Regions from separate parts of the Oryctolagus cuniculus genome. Here region 1 is linked to region 2. The links are chromatin contacts, called in public Micro-C maps. All regions are on one chromosome and are shown on one strand. Each heading gives the region's core, a stretch centred on a gene start, on an enhancer-like site or on the middle of the called end of the contact. The rest is flanking DNA. Distances are from core to core; before and after follow the strand shown.

The links. A called contact is a pair of places that touch in the nucleus more often than the background predicts.
Region 1: a contact with region 2 is called in a Micro-C map of ear pinna, with 4 times the contacts expected there. The contact joins the promoter of NDUFB3 here to the enhancer-like site in region 2. A contact is called at or near these places in 3 of 6 Hi-C or Micro-C datasets (ear pinna, skin fibroblasts and an unstated tissue).

Annotation. Positions count from the first base shown.
Region 1 is chr3:38,935,362-38,938,111 of mOryCun1.1, reverse strand. It overlaps NDUFB3 (NADH:ubiquinone oxidoreductase subunit B3), which reads left to right and starts at 1,466. Exons shown (of 5, transcript XM_051848303.2): 1 at 1,466-1,603; 2 at 2,256-2,346. It overlaps HYCC2 (hyccin PI4KA lipid kinase complex subunit 2), which reads right to left and starts at 1,512. Exons shown (of 14, transcript XM_017343025.3): 1 at 1,151-1,512; 2 at 100-136.
Region 2 is chr3:38,855,670-38,858,553 of mOryCun1.1, reverse strand. All of the region lies in intron 8 of CFLAR (CASP8 and FADD like apoptosis regulator), which reads left to right. Among named protein-coding and RNA genes, the nearest start is that of CASP10, 28 kb to the right of the region's middle. Within about 2 kb of position 1,488, at least 2 of the 8 cell types and tissues checked have an H3K27ac peak or open chromatin away from gene starts, as enhancers often do. A contact at or near this core is called in ear pinna, where this site is marked.

The DNA.
Region 1 (2,750 bases), core at 217-2,716, 80 kb before region 2:
TCTTATTTTAAACCCACATTTCAGGTGCTAATAACGAACAATAAAACATCTTAGCAACAAGCTAATTTACAGCTAATTATGTCTGTAAACACATTTTACCTCAGTCCAAGAGGCTCAGGGAGTATACTTTTAAAACCTAAGAAATAGATAATTTACAATTAGCTTCTCAAGACCTACAAAGGAAACCACTTAAAAATTGATATCCACTCCCTCCCCAATTCAGACCACCACCTTATTTTCATAGTCGCTAACATCCAGGAGAAAAAAAAAAAATCGACCAACTTGTACTTTCCTGCGACTACCAATTTTTGAGGCCACTCATTTTCCTGAAGATTGACAACCCCCCACCAAAAAAAAAAAAAAAAAGACAAATGGATCTGCTATCAGCCTTGACTCCTGAAACAAAGTCGTTAACTACAAAATATGAAGCTGGCAGCATTCATTTCAACCCAAACCCATATTTGGGATAAGCTGCTCGTGACTACTCTCTCCTTCACGCTACCAGCCCTCGCCCACAGAGCCCGTCAGGGTAGGAAGCACTCAAGCCAACGAAACAAGTGTCCTGCCACATCAATAGGTCGCAAGACCTCCTCTTCCAGGAGGGACAGCCTAGTTGTGTGGGTAAATATCAGCCCAGGATTACATAATACACAGCTACCCAGTCTCCAGTATCTATCTGACCACCAGAAAATATCTTTCTCCTCCGCTTCCCCTCCCCACCACAGGGAAATGGCCCCAACAGGCAAGCCCTAGGATTTCTCTCAGGTGTCTGCAATGTCGTGTCCTTTTCTCGCCTGGGGCTTCGTGCAAGGAATTCCTTCGGCCCTCGCTACCCCGTCTTGCCCCTGCCTCTACCCTTTCTTGCTCTCTTTCTCTGCCAGCGCCACCGCGGCCCCGCACGCCTAAGGCAGGCCCTGCTGCTGCCCCGCGGAGCCCACCTTTAACCCGCCTCAGCAGCCGCCTTCTGCTCCTCACGACCCTCCCGAGCTGCTCTACCTGGTTTACAGGAGGCTCCGGGGCCGCCAAGACTCCGGCTACCGCCTTCCCAAACCACCCTCGTCAGCTCCCGGCTAGGGTCTCCGCCGCAAGAGAAAAAAAAAATCCTGTTCATCGAGACTTTGCGTCCCCCAAAGACAGCACCGCCGCCTACCTGTCACCCCGCTGTCTCCGGCTTTCTACCGCCACCGCCTCCCGCAGCAGCCAGCCAACTGCAGCGCAACAACCTGCCCTCTCATTGGGTGAGTCCACGCTCCCAACAACAGCCTCTCTCATTGGCTGCACCAAGTCCGCGGCCCTACCCCTCTGTGCAGTGTCTAAGGGTTCCGGTCTCCGAGCACTGAAAACATCTCCTCCTCCCACCTTTCTCTCCTCAACTGTGTCTCCTACCTAATTCAGCCTGAGGATGCACCCGTGTGGGGAAAACTACAGACTCCCAGCCTCTTTCATGTTATCTCCCCCGGCCCAGGAATCTGAGACCAAGTACCGGAACGTTAACTGGCTCCTCCGCTTTCCGGCCGTAAAAGACTCGCGGTGACAACTTCCGCTTCCGGTTGGCTCTGGCTGGAGTGTTGAGGAGTGTCCTGAGAGGTCAGATTGCTGTCAGGTAAATTAGGGAGTTGGTGGGAGACTTCTTGACTAGAAATAAGAGGGTGACTCTGTTCTGGGGCGGGCAGAAAGGGCGAGACTAAATGGAGAGGGTGCCTAGCGGGGACAGCTCAAGAGGGAAGGAGATCGAAGAACTAGCAGGGGAGAGCTATGAAGTCCTAATTTAGAGCTGGGTTAGTGAGGGGTGGTTGGAGAAGCGCGCAATGAGAATTACTGGAGTTAAGTTTGTCTCTGCTGCACGCAACATCCCTGCCCCCACCCCCACCCCGTGTTTGTTTGTTTTGGTTACTTTTGGATCCAGTACGGCAGAAGAACAGGCCCTACCCCGAAAATATGTAAAATAGTAATAGTGGTAAAACCTGCATCACAAGCTTGTATAGTTTTCAGCAGTATTCTTCTGGTATAAATATGGTACAATGAAAAAGCGGTGTACAAAATCCACCACGTTTAGAATTCAAACTTCTGAAGTTGCATATACGTAAGAGCAGAGACTGGGACACTGAAAGCGGTAGCGATTGATTTCTTTTCATATTGTAGTATTCTCATTTTTTTTTTTTTAATGAGTGGAAGTTGCATTACGTATTGGAAAGTCTTTGGTGAACGGTGAAATCGCATGAAGTGGAGTATCATTGTCCTCTTAATCTTCTTAGGGAAAGCAGGCCTGCAGTTTTCCAGTGCTAGAGCCGATCCCCTGAGTGGTGATTGGTCACCACTAAACTCAGAAGTTCATTTGAGACGTAGGTATGATGGCATGGTCTTTGTTGAACTAATTTTTTTTACTATTTTTATTTGAGTAGTTTTGAAAGCAAAATAATCATCAATTGTTGAGTCCTTGGCACAATATAAGTCACTTTTTAATTTTATTTTTTGTCAAGCATTCATAACATAAGGGTGTATAAAACATACCTACATTTTAAGGTAAACACCTTAAATACTCATAACCACACCTCAGGTTAAGAAATAAAGCATTTCTGGCCGGCGCCGCGGCTCACTAGGCTAATCCTCCGCCTTGCGGCGCCGGCACACCGGGTTCTAGTACCGGTGGGGGCACCGGATTCATCCCGGTTGCCCTTCTTCCAGTCCAGCTCTCTGCTGTGGCCCAGGAGGGCAGTGGAGGATGGCCCAAGTCCTTGGGCCCTGCACCC
Region 2 (2,884 bases), core at 239-2,738:
CTTCTTGAGGCAGACATAAGCACTCGGGGATTTGGGGTTAATGGTCTCAGTTTGGCAGAAGTTAAAAACCAGTCCTTTGTGTGCCGTGTTTGCCAGTCACCCAGCAGACTAGGCCTGTGCTGGCCCATGTGTGCGTGCCAGACCTTGTAGTCTTGTTAGGAATGTGGAAACCAATGTCTTACGTGCCTGGCAGATGGACTTTGGAGCTTGGCCTGAAGCTGTGGTGGTTTTGGAAGCTTCCAAGTAAAAGATGATGTTTGCAGATTGTATGAGGAAGTGTTTTTTTCCTCATTGGCTATTTCTGGAAAGCTTGAAAAATTTCCTGTACTTTGTACACAGGCTAAGACTTAGATTTTTCTAGTAGACATTGCAAATTTCCATTAGCTGATTAAGTAAATTTCACCATATATATATATATATTTAAACATTTATTTATTTATTATTTGAAAGGCAGAGTTAGAGAGAGAGAGAGAGAGAGAGAGAGGTCTTCCATTCAATGGTTCACTTCCTAAATGGCCACAATGGCTGGAGCTGAGCAGACCCAAAGCCAGGAGCCAGGGGCTTCTTCTGGGTCTCCCATGTGGGTGTGGGGGCTCATGCACTTGGGCCATCTTCTACTGCTTTCCCAAACCATAGCAGAGAGATGGGCCACAAGTGGAACAGCCAGGACTCAAACCAGTGCCCATATGGGATGCTGGCACTGCAGGCAGAGGCTTTACCTGCTAGGCCACAGCGGGAGCCCCTCAACTTCATCTTCTATGGTTTTTCAGATTTATTTATTTATTTATTTATTTGAAAGAGCAATAAAGAGAGGGGGAGAGACAGACAGAGAGATATCTTCCACCTGCTGATTCATTCCTCAAATGGCCACAAGGACCAGGGCTGGGCCAGGCCGAAGCCAGGAGCCAGGGAATTCTTCCAGATCTCCCATGTGGGTACAGGGATCCAAGCACTTGGGCCATTCTCTGCTGCTTTGCCAGGCACATTAACAGGGAGTTAGATTGGGAGCGGAACAACCAATGGGTACCTGTAGGGGATGCCAGCGCTATGGGCAGTGGCTTAACTGGCTACTGCAAAATGCCGGTCCCTGCTATGCTTACTAATCTACTGAAAGGTCTGAGAATTTTCCTGTAAAGAAACTCCTTTTGGCCTTGTCACCCTTACATTTCCCATATACCTTTTGACCTTGGGACCACGGAGAATATCCTGCCCACCTTGTGTTCTGCTCCTGTGCTTGGTAGTGACTCCAGCTGGGTTCACGGAGGATACTCAGCAGATGACTACACATGAACTGGAGCAGCAGCCCCCCTTTCTCATTTCTCCTGTACCCTTATTTAACTTTGATAGAAAGCGTCAGCATACATGTGCCTTCATTAGACCAAAATAAATTCTAAATTAATGAATGAGTCCATGCCAGCTCATGACTGTATTTGGCTTTGGCAGTTTTACCTCCATAGCACCCAAACCTTTGAGTAGCACTGACCCTGCCCTTTCGCTAATAAGCCCTGTGCTAACTACAAGGCTGGATGTCCCCTCTCCCCTACCATTTCACCCAGTTATTTTCCAAAGAGTAGTTGAAACTTACAGAATCGGGGCTGTGTTGGGGAAGGGGTTTCCAGGGTGTGTAGAAGGAGAAGTGGGACTTGCTGCAGTCTGTTCAAGTTTTATTTTCCCTACTCAGCACCCACGTGTTTCTTCCCCTGTGTGTGGTCACGGCCATTTTCGGTCATGGTTTTTGGCTTCACATTCAGCCTTAGTCTCCCTTCTCCCCCGCTCCTGTTTGATCAGGTACGGATTTTTCTTCCTGGGACTTCAGAGTCCCATCCCTCCTTAGCCTGCCTCCTCAGGGTCACTCTCCTTCAAAGCTCAGGCAAGTTCAGACCTAGGAGAAGGGGCTTAACCCCAGCAGCCAGGACTTCAATTCAGATCTTGTAATTCTGAGACTGGTTCCTCTTTCGCCCTGTGCTCACTGCCTGCGGCCAGGGCCTCTCCAGCCAGGACCCACAGGGAGCCCAAATAAAGCAAGGAGCCAGAAGGGCCTGGAACGTGCTTGTCCCGTCCGTCCCTGCACACCGTCACAGAAAGGGAGACCCTGGTGACTCTTCCCTTCAAGGGCTTCGGTCAGGGAGGAAAGAGAGAGTTTGGAGGAAAGTGAACCAGACCCAGATAACCAGGAAGCCAAAGAGCTTTGAGCCTGGTGTTTCCCTGTTTGCTTCTGCCCCCTAGAGGAGAGAATATTACATGGTCCTTAGACGTGTTGAGCCCTGCACAGCAAAGCAGTAGTGACGGGAATGGTGTCCCAGTTCTGATTCTCTCATTGTCCTGTAACCACCTGAGCATGGGACTGGCCAGTGGAGCCCTCAGAGGAGATGGCTGGGAGACAGTGCAGCCAGGCCTTTTCTACCCCAGGGAGAGTTCAGGAGGGCGAGGGTGTCACTTAATAGGCTGTCAGCAACCTGTCAACCCAGTCCCCCATTTCCTTATGATGCTTGTTGGTTATAGGTGTACAGATGCTAGCACCTTTTTTGTGTCTCTTCATTATTACTCGGTGTCATAATTCCATTTTCTTCACCCTTAACTATGGGCCAGGCCAAGGGGCACAGGACAGAGCCTACCTGTAGACTTAGATCGTGCTGATTCTCATTTTCCTTATGCCAGGAGTGGTCACAAGACTTCCCCAGTGAGTTCCCTACCAACCACTGCCACATGGAGTGGCTTTATTTGTGCTGTTGAATCCTCAGGGCATCTCGTGGCATGGTTGTCATCACTTTTATCTAAATCTGGGCGATCCCCTTTGGGAAGGTCGTGCAGCCCACAATGTGTTCAGGTCGGCACTGGAAGGCAGGTGTGTGACTCAAAGTCTGCTCTTTCTGCTGCCTTACAC